4 separate regions of the Mus musculus genome follow, and all the other regions are linked to region 1. The links are chromatin contacts, called in public HiChIP or PLAC-seq and Micro-C maps. All regions are on one chromosome and are shown on one strand. The core of a region is the stretch at or near the end of the contact, and the rest is flanking DNA. Distances in the headings are between cores, read along the strand shown.

The links. Hi-C and Micro-C count contacts between places; a contact is called where the count stands out from the background. HiChIP or PLAC-seq counts read pairs in DNA pulled down with a chosen protein or histone mark.
Region 2: a contact with region 1 is called in an H3K4me3 HiChIP or PLAC-seq map of bone marrow-derived macrophages, with 8 times the contacts expected there. The contact joins the promoter of Fgd5 here to the promoter of Fbln2 in region 1. A contact is called at or near these places in 1 of 39 promoter capture datasets (pre-B cells) and 1 of 115 datasets of contacts at active chromatin or transcription factors (bone marrow-derived macrophages).
Region 3: a contact with region 1 is called in a Micro-C map of embryonic stem cells, with 4 times the contacts expected there. The contact joins the promoter of Aldh1l1 here to the promoter of Fbln2 in region 1. A contact is called at or near these places in 1 of 484 Hi-C or Micro-C datasets (embryonic stem cells) and 1 of 115 datasets of contacts at active chromatin or transcription factors (pancreatic cancer cells).
Region 4: a FOXA1 HiChIP or PLAC-seq map of pancreatic cancer cells shows a contact between it and region 1. The contact joins the promoter of Slc41a3 here to the promoter of Fbln2 in region 1. A contact is called at or near these places in 1 of 39 promoter capture datasets (pre-B cells), 1 of 484 Hi-C or Micro-C datasets (Sertoli cells) and 1 of 115 datasets of contacts at active chromatin or transcription factors (pancreatic cancer cells).

What each region holds. Positions count from the first base shown.
Region 1 is chr6:91,211,116-91,214,357 of GRCm38.p6, reverse strand. It overlaps Fbln2 (fibulin 2), which reads right to left and starts at 1,594. Exons shown (of 18, transcript NM_007992.2): 1 at 1,458-1,594.
Region 2 is chr6:91,977,458-91,980,699 of GRCm38.p6, reverse strand. It overlaps Fgd5 (FYVE, RhoGEF and PH domain containing 5), which reads right to left and starts at 1,735. Exons shown (of 21, transcript NM_172731.3): 1 at 1,658-1,735. The coding sequence starts at 1,670.
Region 3 is chr6:90,549,100-90,552,341 of GRCm38.p6, reverse strand. Aldh1l1 (aldehyde dehydrogenase 1 family, member L1) reads right to left here and starts at 1,549. Exons shown (of 23, transcript NM_027406.2): 1 at 1,372-1,549.
Region 4 is chr6:90,603,373-90,606,614 of GRCm38.p6, reverse strand. It overlaps Slc41a3 (solute carrier family 41, member 3), which reads right to left and starts at 1,735. Exons shown (of 11, transcript NM_027868.2): 1 at 1,607-1,735.

The DNA of each region.
Region 1 (3,242 bases), core at 345-2,844:
GGTAGAGACTGCAACCAAAGGTGCCCCTGGCCCATCCCTAAGGGAAGGCAGCCAGCAGCACTGGTTGAAGCACTCCACAAAAGCATATGAATCCTAACCACCAGAGCTTGCTTTTTTTTTTTTTTTTTTTTCAAGAAAAGACGGAAATCCGGACTTTTCTGTGAAAGCTGCCAGTTAGTAAATGCTGGCAGCTAATTAAATTTTTAAAAACAATAATAGCATACTGAGAGCCAAGCAAAACATGCAGAGCTAGTCACAGCCGGGGCTGGCGGGTCTGCACCTCCAGTCAGATGCTTTCTACATACTACATGAAGGGGTGGGCGGGAAGACAAGAGGTACCCACCCTTGGCAACATCTCCCATCCTGCCTTTCCTCTTGGGGGTCCTGCACACACACACACACACACACACATACTTGGCACCTCTGGAAGGTGAGGCGAGAGCTCCGATCATTCCATCACAAATATGTATTAGCTCCACTCAATGCCAAGCCCAGGGAGCCCTCTGCTGCCACCCACCCACGTCACCCAAGCTCTCCTGGAGAGGGTCAGGTTCAGCATCCTCTGAGCAACAAGGACCCACACACCACAAATTCCTTTTTGTCTCTCTGGCCAGTCATAGAACACCTGCTGGCTCAGACCAACTTCGGACTGGTCCAAGTGGCCATCACCGTGAAGCAGATGGGCACGATCTCAGGCTGGCTGAGGAAGAAAGGATGGACTCTTGCCTAGGAGAGGGGGGGCGGGGAAACAAGAGGTGGTGAGGAGCCAAGCCCACCCCTGAAGACTTAGCCCCTCCTGGGCCCCCTAGGCCACTCCAAGAGTGAGCCAAGACTAACACCAGCAGCCACCTCCTTCTCTCTAGGCTGAGGCTCCCACTCAGCAGGGGAACCGCAGATGCTAGGGACCATGACTCTGTCTGTGAACCTGAGTGTGGGGCCCTCTGTGTCCAACACAGGCCCGTGTGGGAGATGTGTGTGGAATAGCGGATGGAGATAAGCGAAGCATTGAACCAACCGGCACTGAACCAAACTTTCTATGGATGTCGAACGCACACGTGCCTAACACGGACACATATGCATGTCTGAAGGATGCCTAAAACATGCAAGTGTGTGTGAAAGCACTCACGTGCAGAGGGATGTGGGAGAAGTGAACGTGCACAGCCCCTGCACGAGAGATTCTGGGCTGGGTGTTGGGGTGGCCTGTGCCTCTGCAGAGCTTGCAGTAACTTCTGCTAGTGTGAGTGCATGTGTGGCAGTTTGTGACTGAGGGTGGGGTGGTACCAGACCGAGAGGCCCAATCTTTCCCGCCGGGGATGGGGGGCAGCTGGGGGAGTGACCCTGGGAGACCCTGAAGGACTAGTCTGGTGTCTGGAGAGCCAGAGAGACGAGCCAGCGATCAAGAGAACGTGACTGACCTAGAGGAAGCGCGGGGTGGAGATCGAAGGCTCTGTACTTACCCGGTGCTCTGTGTTGAGCTGCGCCGCCGTCAGTCTGTCCGCGCACCCGCCGTCGGTGAATCCAGAGTCCGGGTGGCGCGCGGCTCGGGGTTGGAGAAGAGCGGGACTAGCCAGGCCTTGAGACCCCGCCCCACAGGTCCCGCCTCAGGGCGGGGCCTCGATTTTGCTAAGACTTCGCCCAACCCAGTGCTCAACAAGCCCAAATAGGAGCCCAGGAGCCGGCGCTCTCCTGTCCGGGTCTCTGAGTCCCTCTTTCCACTCCCTCTCACCATGCTTTGGCTATATTGAGACTCAGATGTCTCAGTACTGCGCCACCCTTTAGCTTCTCCTCCTGGACCCAGCACCCTGTGATAGCCAGAGGTACCCAGGCTCAAAGCTGCCCAGGGACAGGTCTGCAGAAACTAGGCATGGGCATGCTCCCATCTTAGTTCTCCACTGTCTAGATCACCCTGCCCTTTTTCTTTTTTTCCTTTCTTTCTTTCTTTCTTTCTTTCTTTCTTTCTTTCTTTCTTTCTTTCTTTCTTTCTTTCTTTCTTTCTCCTCCTCCTCCTCCTCCTCCTCCTCCTCCTCCTCCTCCTCCTCCTCCTCCTTCTTCTTCTTCTTCTTCTTCTTCTTCTTCTTCTTCTTCTTCTCCTCCTCCTCCTCCTCCTCCTCCTCCTCCTCCTCCTCCTCCTCCTCCTCCTTCTTCTTCTTTTTTTATCCTGATTCAGTTGCCTGTACTATGGTGTGGCTTAGCCAATCCTCTTGACCTCTGTGGGTAGGGAGCTGTGGAGAACACTGTCATCCACAGCACAGTGCCCAAGAGGCAGTCAACACTCTGTAAGATATAAACTCAAAACATATCATTACTGGGCCCTTGGCTCCCTGCCCCCCAAATGACAGAGGTGTCTGGTCACCACTGTCCACTCTCAGCAGGCCCAGGGCCTGTGCATGGTAGAAAGTCAACAGTGAGCTTCACTGTCTGAGATCCAGGACTGCTAATCACCTCCCATACCTGCCAGAGATGGATGCCCCTATAGCCACTGCCCGTCATCCTAGGAGCAGCTGTGGCCCAAGAGTAAGACCCCATGGCCCAGAACAGGTGTGAGGCAGCCAAGAGCAAACAAAAAGACAGAGAAGGAAGCTATCTGCCCAGGGTTACATAGCTGCACCTAGAAAGAGCCAGGGAATTGTAGAGGAACCAGGATGGGTTGTGGAGAGCAGAGCTGAATGGAAAAGTCTGACCCAGCCTGCCTCTGTGGGCTCTTTCCACAAACGCCTCTCTCAGGGCCTTTGTGTATGCTGTTAACCTCTACCCGAACACCTCTCCCCCAGGAGCCTAGGGCTGGTGCATCCTTGTTTTGAGATAAAATATCCCCTTTCTGAGACCACATCAGAGCCCTTCTATCCTGCCACTTGGCTGCATTCTCTCCCTGGCTACCTTTTTGAGATTGGTTTATAAATGATCGTTTGTAGAATTACTTAGCAGCTAAGACTTCTTTCCCATGCAGCTGTGTGTCCTTGGGCCAGTCACCTTGGGCAAGTCCCTTCCCTCTGAGTTTTGGCTTACTTCCTCAGGGGCAAACTAAACAATAGGTGTCAAAGCCTACATCAGGGGTTGAGCTGAAATCCCAAAGTTCCAGAGGGGTGTGTTCAGTAAATAGTATATGAGAATAAAGAGCAGATGAAACCCTTCTCTCTATGGCCAAGAGCATAGCTGCAGCAAGCATGGACCCTTTCCCCACTACAAGTCCCGGCTGAGGGAGAGAAGGGAGGCAAGCAGCCAACATTCAGGCTCAGGCTGCA
Region 2 (3,242 bases), core at 486-2,985, 770 kb before region 1:
TTACTTTATTGTTGGTTAGTAGAGACAAGTCTGAGACAGATCTTGATTTGTCCGATAGATAAACTGAGGGACAGCAGTTAAGAAACCTGCTCAAGGTCACATAAGCATATGGTGGCTCTGAGATCCAACCCCAGGGAGTCCTGGAGCCATGAGATCTGGAGGCAGGGAGTGTGACATCCACCGGTCACCATGGAAGGCTATCATATTGAAAAGGGAATCATGTCTACAGACACAAATTACAAGGCAGCTAGATCTAAAAGTGCCCACTGCAAAGGCTTCCTGGGGTCAAATCTACATCTAAATTTGTTCTGTTTCCCTCCACCCTCCAGACTCTTAGGAAAGGAGGGCCTGCTCCAGCTTCATACAGGAAAATATGGGGAAGCTGGACTGGCTCTCTCCATTGTTACCAAGCTGTTTTGTTAGGAGAGTAGGGAAAGCCAGCCTATCTCTGTCCAGACTACAACCTTCCCCAGAGAGCAGTGGGTAGCCAGCCCCTGGGAACCCTGTTCCAGTCCTCTCCACTCCTATGCGGTGACTCTCCTCCTTATGCCCCTCAATTCTGTGACCCACGTTAATTACCCTCAGCAACACCAATGCCTGGACACAGGGAGGTGGCTGCCCCACTCCTCAGTCTGTTGTAAGACCAGCCCAATGTCTCCAGCCGCACCTTGCTCCCAAGACAATGACTTTTCAGTAAAACACTCTTAAAAAGAAAAAAAAGCCTCAACTCCTCCTGCCCCTCACACACACCACCACTACTGCCACCGCCACCACCGAGGCCACCACCACCACCACCAACAGCAGCAGTAACAGCAGCAGGATATGGTTCCAAGACAGCCAAAATGGTGGCTTCCTGTTTCTTTGGGGATGTGTGTTGGGAAGTGTGGCATTGAACAGGGTCCTTGGTGAGGAAGGAGTTCCTCTTCTGCTCAGCGATAGCAGTAAAAGAAAACAGGGTGCAACCGCGTGGAGCAGATAGGTCTCAGGATTACTACCTAGCACGCGCTCATCTTTGAGAACTTTCCTGTGTACAGCAGCTGGGAATCCAGATTCCAGGCACCGCCCATCTGACTGAGGCTCACTTTCTCAATCTGCTAAATGGCACTCCTCGGCAGAGATCGCTAAATTTCTTTGAGAACACTTTTGTGTTTCCCGGAATCACTGACCTGGTGAAGTCTGATTCACAGACTGAGACCCGAGGGGGAAGGGGGTAAGAGGGACGCTGACGCTCCTGGGAGTGACGGGGCCTCGGACCGGTAGTGGAGCCCGGGCTGAGGGTTTTAAGAGGGGTGCATCTAGAGGAACAGCCCAAGCTTCCTAACTCAACCAAGGTGTTTGATGGCAGAGTGGGGTGTGTCGAGCCCTGGAGTGCCAGAACAGACTGGCGTCGGCGCCCGGGAACCAAATGCAGCCACCAAAGGGTGAAGGAGGACCTGCTGGGACCCAAAGGACAGAAGGGGAAGGATTGGGTGTTGGAGGGCACGATTTGGAAGGCAGGGTGTCCTGGTTTCTGAGGGGACCCTTCCTCGGGGGACAACGGCGAGGTGCGTGGGACAGAACACCCGAACTCTGGGCTACTAGAGAGGGGAACCCGGGTCCCGCAAGCTCCACTCGCAGAGCCTGCCGCCGGAGCGCGGAAGGTGGCGCGGGCTCCTACCTGCTCTGTGCATCTTCCACCGCGGAGCCCGAGGCTGGTCGCTGCGTGCTGTGCGGGTCGGTCAGTCGGAGTCCCACTGCCGCCCAGTCCACCGCGCCCGCGCCCGCCCCGGCCCGGCCCGCCCCGGGCGCAGCACTCCGCGGCAAGGCGAGGGGCGCTGGGCGCGGGGCTCGGGTTGGGCGGGGCGTCCGCTCAAGCTCGGGGCTCCAGGCTCCGGCCGCGCCTCCGCCCCCTCCTATGTTTCCTCCCGCTCCCGAGAGGAAGGCTTTTTTTTTTTTCTTTTTTTTTTTTTTCTGTGCTGTCAGAGACCGAGGGTCCCGGCGTCCCCACGCACACTTAAAGGGGCCAGGGCTATGATCAAGGAGACCAAAGGAGCTGTACAAGGCTTAGGGACAGAGGCCATCCATCCCTTTATTTTCAGATTTGGATGTTCATTCAGTCTGGGCTAGGCGACCACGGAGCGTGATAGCTACAAGTTCTCTTCCTCATGGAGAGCTCAAATGAAGAGGTCGTTAGGGACAGAAGGCGAATTAAACCAACAAACACCATGGAGAAGCACCCTGGCTGTGAAGAAGACCAGTTGGGGCTCTCCATAGCCAGAACCCATGGGGAGTGTGTGAAATGCGCATTTCCGGGCCCTCATCAGACTCAGAATCAGAGCAACTGCCAGGACTTTCTGAGGAAACCCAAGTCAGAAGCCGGGAGCTTCAGAGTATGTCTGTGTAGTCATCCATCACCTCTTGGAGATGGCTGGAAAGGGCTATCTCGTTTCTGGGGGTGGGGGTGGGGGTGGGGGGCTTGATTCACATTGTATCCAGATAGTGAGACCCAGTATCTCCTCCGTACTGCCTGTTAATGACCATATAGATGCCTTTGCCCTCAGGGAGTCCTGTCTGACATACACAGTCCTACAGCTTGGGTCTGGAGCTCAGAGGAGGTCCCCAGTGAGAGGGGTCAACCAAACAAGAAGTGAAGGAGATAACTTGGGGGGACTTGAGGCATGTAAAGGCATGACATGTCCTTGAGCGGTCTATGTTTCCCTCTACTGTACAATTAAGAACTGAATTTGAATTTTTCAAATGACCTTTTCATCCCAGAGTCACCACACCAGACACTGAAACCTCCAGCCCTTTGTGGAAAAATACTTTTGACTCTGGAATAGAAAATTTATGGCTGGGGTCAGCGAGATGGCTCAGTGAGTAAAGAGCTTGCCACGTAAACCTGGACATCAGAGTTCAATCCCTGGACCTCACATAGGTGGAAGGAGAGAGAGCAGATTCCAATGGTTGTCTCTGGTCTCCACAAGTGCACCATGGCTTTGGGTGCCTTTCCCCAACTCATGCTAACATTAAATAGATGATTAATTAAAAGAGAAAAAGAAAAAGAAAAAAAGAAAATCTGACTGAGTACATTACTGGTTATTGGTAGATTCAATCGATCTGTGCATGGTGGTTAGCTCAGGATGGAGGTGATGCTGGTGGAAATGGAGGTGACAGAGATGACATTAGAAGTGAATGAGGACATTGGCGGTGAAACAGAAGGAGAGAGAGTGGTAGTGCCCCAGGTAGAGAAGGAGTGGTCATGC
Region 3 (3,242 bases), core at 300-2,799, 660 kb after region 1:
TGTATGTGGGTGTCTGTGGTATGTGCATCTGTCTTTGTGTCAGTGTGATATGGTGTGTCTGTGGTATGGTGTGTCTGTGGGTCTGGGATATGGTGTGTGTGTCTATGTGAGTCTGCAGGATGGTGTGTGTGTGTGTGCTCTATGTATTTGTTGCCTTCTTTCAAGGGGGATTCAGTGCATAGCCCAGGCTGCCCTGGACATTTCCATCCTCCCACCTCAGCCCCTTGAGTGCTGAGATTTCAGCTCTGTGCTCCCTCACCTGCCTCCCTTCCCTCTGAACATCTGTTATTTATAGAAAGAGTAAGGGAGAAAAACACAAGCAAACAAAACAACAAAAACCCCACTTCTGGCTTCAGTCAGGATGGCTGCAGATCAGCCGTTATCACAGCTCAGGGACAAGAAGGAACATGGAGTGAGGACTGTCACATAAAGCTGGCCTTTGGCCACACAGATAGCAAATGAGGGTCTGGAGGGTCTACTGAGCCCCAGGCTATAGGGTGCAGACTCCCACCCCTGTCTTCTTGTCATGGGACACCCCCAGGGGCTGCTGAAGCCTTGGGCCTTCAGGGACTCAGAGGGCTCCTGTTCCGCAGGTCCCTTCTTCTAGCCCCTGGGTCAGGACAGCAGAACAGTGGCAGGAGCCCTCCCTCTATAGCCTGCTGCAGTCCCATGCTGGGAGCAGACCTAGTGGTAGTCAGAGTTCACCCCATGGCCAGACATTCTGCAAGGAACCCCCTCCTATAACTGCTCAAGGCTGACCCTCTCCTATGATAGCCTCTTTGCCCTGGCTCCAGGTGGGGGGTGGATAAGTCCCTCAGGGAGTCAAGATCAGACACTTCCATGATCCTGGGTGTGGCTACAGGGAACAATAGAGCAACCCAGCTCTCAAGCCTGCAAGGCCTTAGTGAACTTCACCTTCCCTGTGTCTCAAATGCCTCTGTAAAATATGTCCCTGCTGTCTCCTGGGCACAGAGAACTTATATGGACAGAGGACAGTGCCAACACTCACCACCAGCTGCCTAGGACCAGAATTCTCCAGGAACCTCAGGAGAGGTGTACTGTTAAGACACCACACCTCCACATTTTACAGACCAGAAGCCAAGATTCAGCTGTGCTCAAGAAAACTCCTAGGACATGAGCCTGGGGTGGTGGTGCACGCCTTTAATCCCAACTCTCCGGAGACCCAGGCTGGTCTACAAAGCTTGTTCCAGGATAGTCGAAGCTACTCAGGGAAAACCTCCCTCAAGGTGGGAAAAAAAGGGCAGGAACTGTAGTTCCCAGGGCAGGAGCTGAGGATCCAAGGTTCAGCGGCTGCCTGTAGTGGAGAGGATCTGGGTGCCTCTCTCAAAAACAAAAGAAAAAGAAACTTACCCAAGGTCAAAGACGGGAAGTAGGGAAAACAGGGTCACCGGCCCAGGGCTCTGGGCTAGCAACCCAGAAGTACCTGCTAGCTGCGAGCGTCAGTCAGCTGTCAGCAGTCAGCACAGGGGCAGCAAGCTCCCAGAAGGGCGCACAAGCTCGGGTCTTGTGCAGAGAGGGTTAGGGTCAGTGCTCCTCCTCCAGGCAGAGAAGAGGCGGGCTCTAGGGCCCGCCCAGCCTAGATCTCTCCAATCATAGGAGGCCCTCCGGCCAGGCCCCCAGATATGACCAATCAGGAGATCTTTCCCTAGTCCCTAGAATGGGGTGAGGGATTTGGGAAGTGGACTGGCAGAACCAAGCTCAGGTCATCCGTCCATTTGCGGGGACCTTGCTCCCCAGAGGGCTCCGGCTTTCCCTTCTGCAAAATGGGCCACCATCGTCTATAAAAAGCACCGTGCAGCGACAGGCACGTCCTCAAAAGGCTGGGTTGGAGACCTCCCCGCCTCCCCGCACCCCCAATTCCGGGTAGAGTTCATTGCCTAGCATGCCCGGAACCTAACTGGTCGCCCAGGGCCCAGAGCCAGCCGCTGATTCACCAGACCAGACCTCGATGGGACTTCAGTGAGCCTCAGTCCCGAGACTGGAGGTGGGCATAGACCCATGAGTGAGGAGGCAAGGAGGCAGGAAGCAGGAGGCGGGTCTAATCTGCTGAAGGTGGGACCTATGGAAAGTGCAGCTGGGAAGGGAAGGGCAAGCCCTAGCTGGCCTAGTCCCGGCCTTCAGGCTTTATGCTATTTGGGTCATTTCCTTCACCCAAGCGTGATAAGCAAGGAGCACAATGCTGGTGACTGAGACATGCAAGGTCACCCATCTGCTGTGGACCTGGGGTTGTGTCCTGGTGGGCCTGAGGTTCTGAATCCCATGCCCTTCCCACCTCTTCACGGCCTCTGGTTTTCTTCTCAGAAGTTCTCCTCTGGCCCTTCCACCTTGTCACAGACCCCCTCCCTGGGCAGAGTCATTGTCCTACTTGAGAAAAGTCAGAGACAATACAGGGTCCAGTGACATGCCCATCACTTCCTGACCAAAGCTCTGTCCTGCAGGCTCCCTCCCAAGGATTCTCCCCTGCAGCTACTCCATTAACCACCCTGCCTCTCAAACCACCGCTGAGACTCCTTACTCAAGCTCTTCGCCCCTCTTCAGTACACCAGGCTGGCTCTAACCACATCCTTTGCACTGGCTCTGCCTCAAGCAGACCCTTGGATTGTGATAGCAGGCACCTCTGTCTCTTACCAGCCAGACAAAGTCTGGCTCTGGGTTGCTCAGCCCAAACATATTGTACCCTCCACACAACCTAAGGAGCCTCTTGGGCTCTTCTGTGCCCCTCCACTCTCAGTTACTGCCAATAGAGAACTAACCATGCCCTCAGTGCCCCTGTCCTCTGTGCATCTGCTCTCCTACCAGACTGTAAGCTCTCTGAGATCAGGAAATGCAACAGTTGTCTTTCCTGCTTCCTTAACAAGGCAGATAATAGTCGCTCAAAAAGTCCTCCAGGACTCACGCACGGACTTTTGTGTGTTGTTTACTATCTCCTTGAGTTAGGAAGCTCCCACCATTAACGCACCACATCTTCAGAGAAGCTGTCCCCAACTGCAGCCCTGGGGCGGGCTTTCCGCTTTCCTTTATGACCCTCCAGTTTCAGTGTTATCCATCTTATGCCACCCACAGGCGTATGCGATGACCCAACACCAGGTGGCATGCTTGCAGTTAAAGGGCTAAAATCTGTACGTAGCATGATTAAATGTCAGGATTTGGTGTGCTCTGTACTCGGCAGTTGGAATGGAGTTGGCAGAAGGGTGGGCGATGGAATGCCCCAAAGGTCAGCC
Region 4 (3,242 bases), core at 486-2,985, 610 kb after region 1:
CCTAGCAGTCGGCATCCAGCAGACATCGGCACCAGTCGGGGATATCCTGGCCCATCAGCAGGGACCTCCATGAAGGTGACTGAAGATTCACTGGGAATGTTCAAGTGTCTAATGAGAATACTGTCACTGGTGCCTCATTCAGGCACTAAACACTACCATTCAGAAGCATCCTACTGCCCGGAGAGATTGGCCTTAAACACAGGCCTGTGAGCACCTGCTCAACAGTCAGGTACTAAGCATCCCTCTGGCACAGCACACAAACTGATGCCCACTTGACTGAGACAGGGAGATTCTAACACGAGGCGGGTGGGCTGAGTTTCTGGGATGGATGGGTTGCCTCTTAGCTGCCCACTATGTAGAATAAGGAGAGCACATCTGCACTTTATCTTCTTGACTTTATAGAACATTCCGGTGGGAATGTACGGGAACCCAAACTCAGGGTTCGAATCCCAGTTTCTCCTCTTCGCAGATGTGTGACCTTGGGAGAGCAAAATACCATCCACCTCAGAGTATGAACGGAGCGCTGTAAGACCCTTTATCCTAGGGTACCTTCAGAGGTTTTGCTTACTACCAAAAATATTAAGAGAACATTTCTAGAAATAAAGAATTTGTAGGTTTTGTGCTCAGTTCTGAGCAGCATGGTGGACCGATTCAGTTAACACTACACTGTCCCTCCTAGAACATGCAGCACTCCTCGGCATAGGGATCTATGCTGCAGATGCTGCCCATCAGCTAGTCACCCTCTCAACAGTTGTTAGGGTGGCTGAGCTGTTGGCCAAGCAACGCTTAGTCTACTTAATAATGGCACAAGTATAGTGATGGTGACAATTGTATCACAGTATATGATTACACCTGCCCTACCTTAGGGGTGTTCATCTTTTACTGTGTCTAGTTCACAAGTTAAGCTCTACCATAGGTATGTATATTAGGAAAACAATCTATATGTCTGGATATCATTCCAGGATTCAGACACTCTTTGGGAACATGTTTGTAACTCCCTGCAATAAGGGGAGATCACTATACCCTTCTATAGTATATTTTCCTTACAGGGCACTTGGCCTGACTCCAGGCTCTTCTGTACTACTTTACAGTCGTGGTTCTTAAGCTACCATAGTACCAGCATGAGGCCAGCCAGCGTCAGGAAGCAGAGCAAGCTCATCTAGATATCTGGGTCAGGTTGGAATGGCTGCGTCTCTAAGTGGTCTCCGTGGCGAAGAAGCAGTTTGAAAACCTGAGTTTTAAAAGATTTATAGAAAGGATCTGGTAGACTGAGGGATCTTCTCAAGTCTGAACAACCTCTAGCTTGACAACCTGGAGCGCAGGGACAGCTCGCTGAGCCTGCCTTAGGGTGGTCAAGGATGATCTCGGGGTGCTGAAGGAGTTAACCATAACCCCTAGAGTCAGGCGCTCTGGGGTTCATCACAGGCAGAGGGAGAGAGATCAGCGGGGCGGGTCCCTGCAGACCTTTGGAGCGAGGATGCCACAAACTGACCCGCCCAGTGTGCCTAAGACAGATCCTGTGCCCCACGCCCCATCCCGAGGGCCATTGACGCTCCGCTTTCCCTTGGCTTCCCCGGCTCCCAGTCCAGCTCCTGCCCGCGCTTACCGGTCCTCTCCCGGCCGGCGGCGAAAGCGAGGCGGCCAGGCGCGCGCTGGACACTGTGGAGGCCTGCGGCGGGAGGAAGCGAGAAGGGCAGCAGGCGGGCCAGCCCCGCCCTGCCTAGGCGTCCAGACAGAGGGGCGGGGCCACAGGAGGGGAGGGTTGCTGGGCGAGTGTTGTGGGCGGGGCCAATCCACAGAGGTGGCGCTTGAAAAACCCAATTTTTAAAGCCTTTTAGTCAGGACAGCTCTCTGATCGAGCAGTGGGGTGTGCAGGGATGCTCCCTGGGTGCCGAAGGACCCAATGACACGCCTCAGAGGCGGTGCCGCTTGGGGTGGGGCCAAGAAAGAAGAAGCTAGACCCCGGAACAGGACCATGAGTAGGGCGGGGTCACGGGCGGGGCCACGGGCGGGGGCGGGGCTGGGCGACGGAGTAGCCTCCAGTAGCACACTGCAAGGGCCAGCTTCCCTTAGGATACACATTTGCCTGTTCAGTTTTCAATCTGACATTTCTGAATATTTCACCTTTGAACACTTGTGTATGTGTCATGAAAGTTCTTCTGTCCTTCAACATGTGTGATCCTCTCACTCTTATCAAGATACAGCCTTGGAAGACTCAGCCAGCAGTGGTGAGCCTCAGTGGACACCAGCTCCTACAATCTATCCCGTGCCCCCACTTATGGCTCTTGGCTGATTCAAGAATCCTGAGCCCTGGCTGGATTCTAAGCTGCCAACTGCACCTGCAGAAACCGGATGTGCAAGACCTGTAAGACAGTAGTTTTGAAGAATACAACACAAAAAAAGTATGACAGGGCAAGGCCCGGGGAGATGCAAGCCCAGTTCCTGGATTCTGTCCCCAGCAAATGAAAAACAAAACAAAAACAGATGACAGTGTTCCACATGTTAGGAGAATTTACAGACTGGATGGCTTACATTGTCAAAATATAGTGCTGAATTCCAAGCTCCCAAAGTGATTGCATTTGTCAATCCAGCTTATGTAAGAGGTAGCAATGAACAAGTGAAGTCACAGGGTGCAGTCACAATGCGACTGGAGTCCTCTCAGGAAGAGACCCTGCCAGCTCATTCTCCCTGTGTGCATGCAGGTGAGACATAGAAAGACAGTAGGAGGGAGGCGTCACCAGGAATAGCCATCCATGAACCTTGAACTCCATGTTGATATGCTTTCATTTATTGTAACAAAATCAACTTATACAAAGAAAAGGGTTTATTTTAGCCCATACTTTTGAAGGTTTCATAAAGGTTTAACGAGTTTGATTCCCAGACTGAGGCACTGTGGGCAGGTGGGGGGTAGCAGAATCTTAGGTCTGACTAGAACAGGGAAAAGCAATAACTGGTGTCACAGTCTTGAAGAGAACCCTGGACCTCAGCCCCTGATCCCTCCATCACAAACCCTTTGATTAAAGGCTGACCCAGAAAGCCCTGTGACAGTGAAAAGGAGAGGCAGAAAAGACAACAGGAGGTTCACTACCAACATGGCAACACGTGAGTTCTGGGAAACTCAGAGATAGCCGACTAGAAAGAGCAGAGAGCAGGACAAGGTCACCACCCACTAGACCTCACATGAAGCGGGTACTCCCTGAGGACAGAGGTAGCCAGAGGCGGGCAGGAGCAGAGCAGGGTGT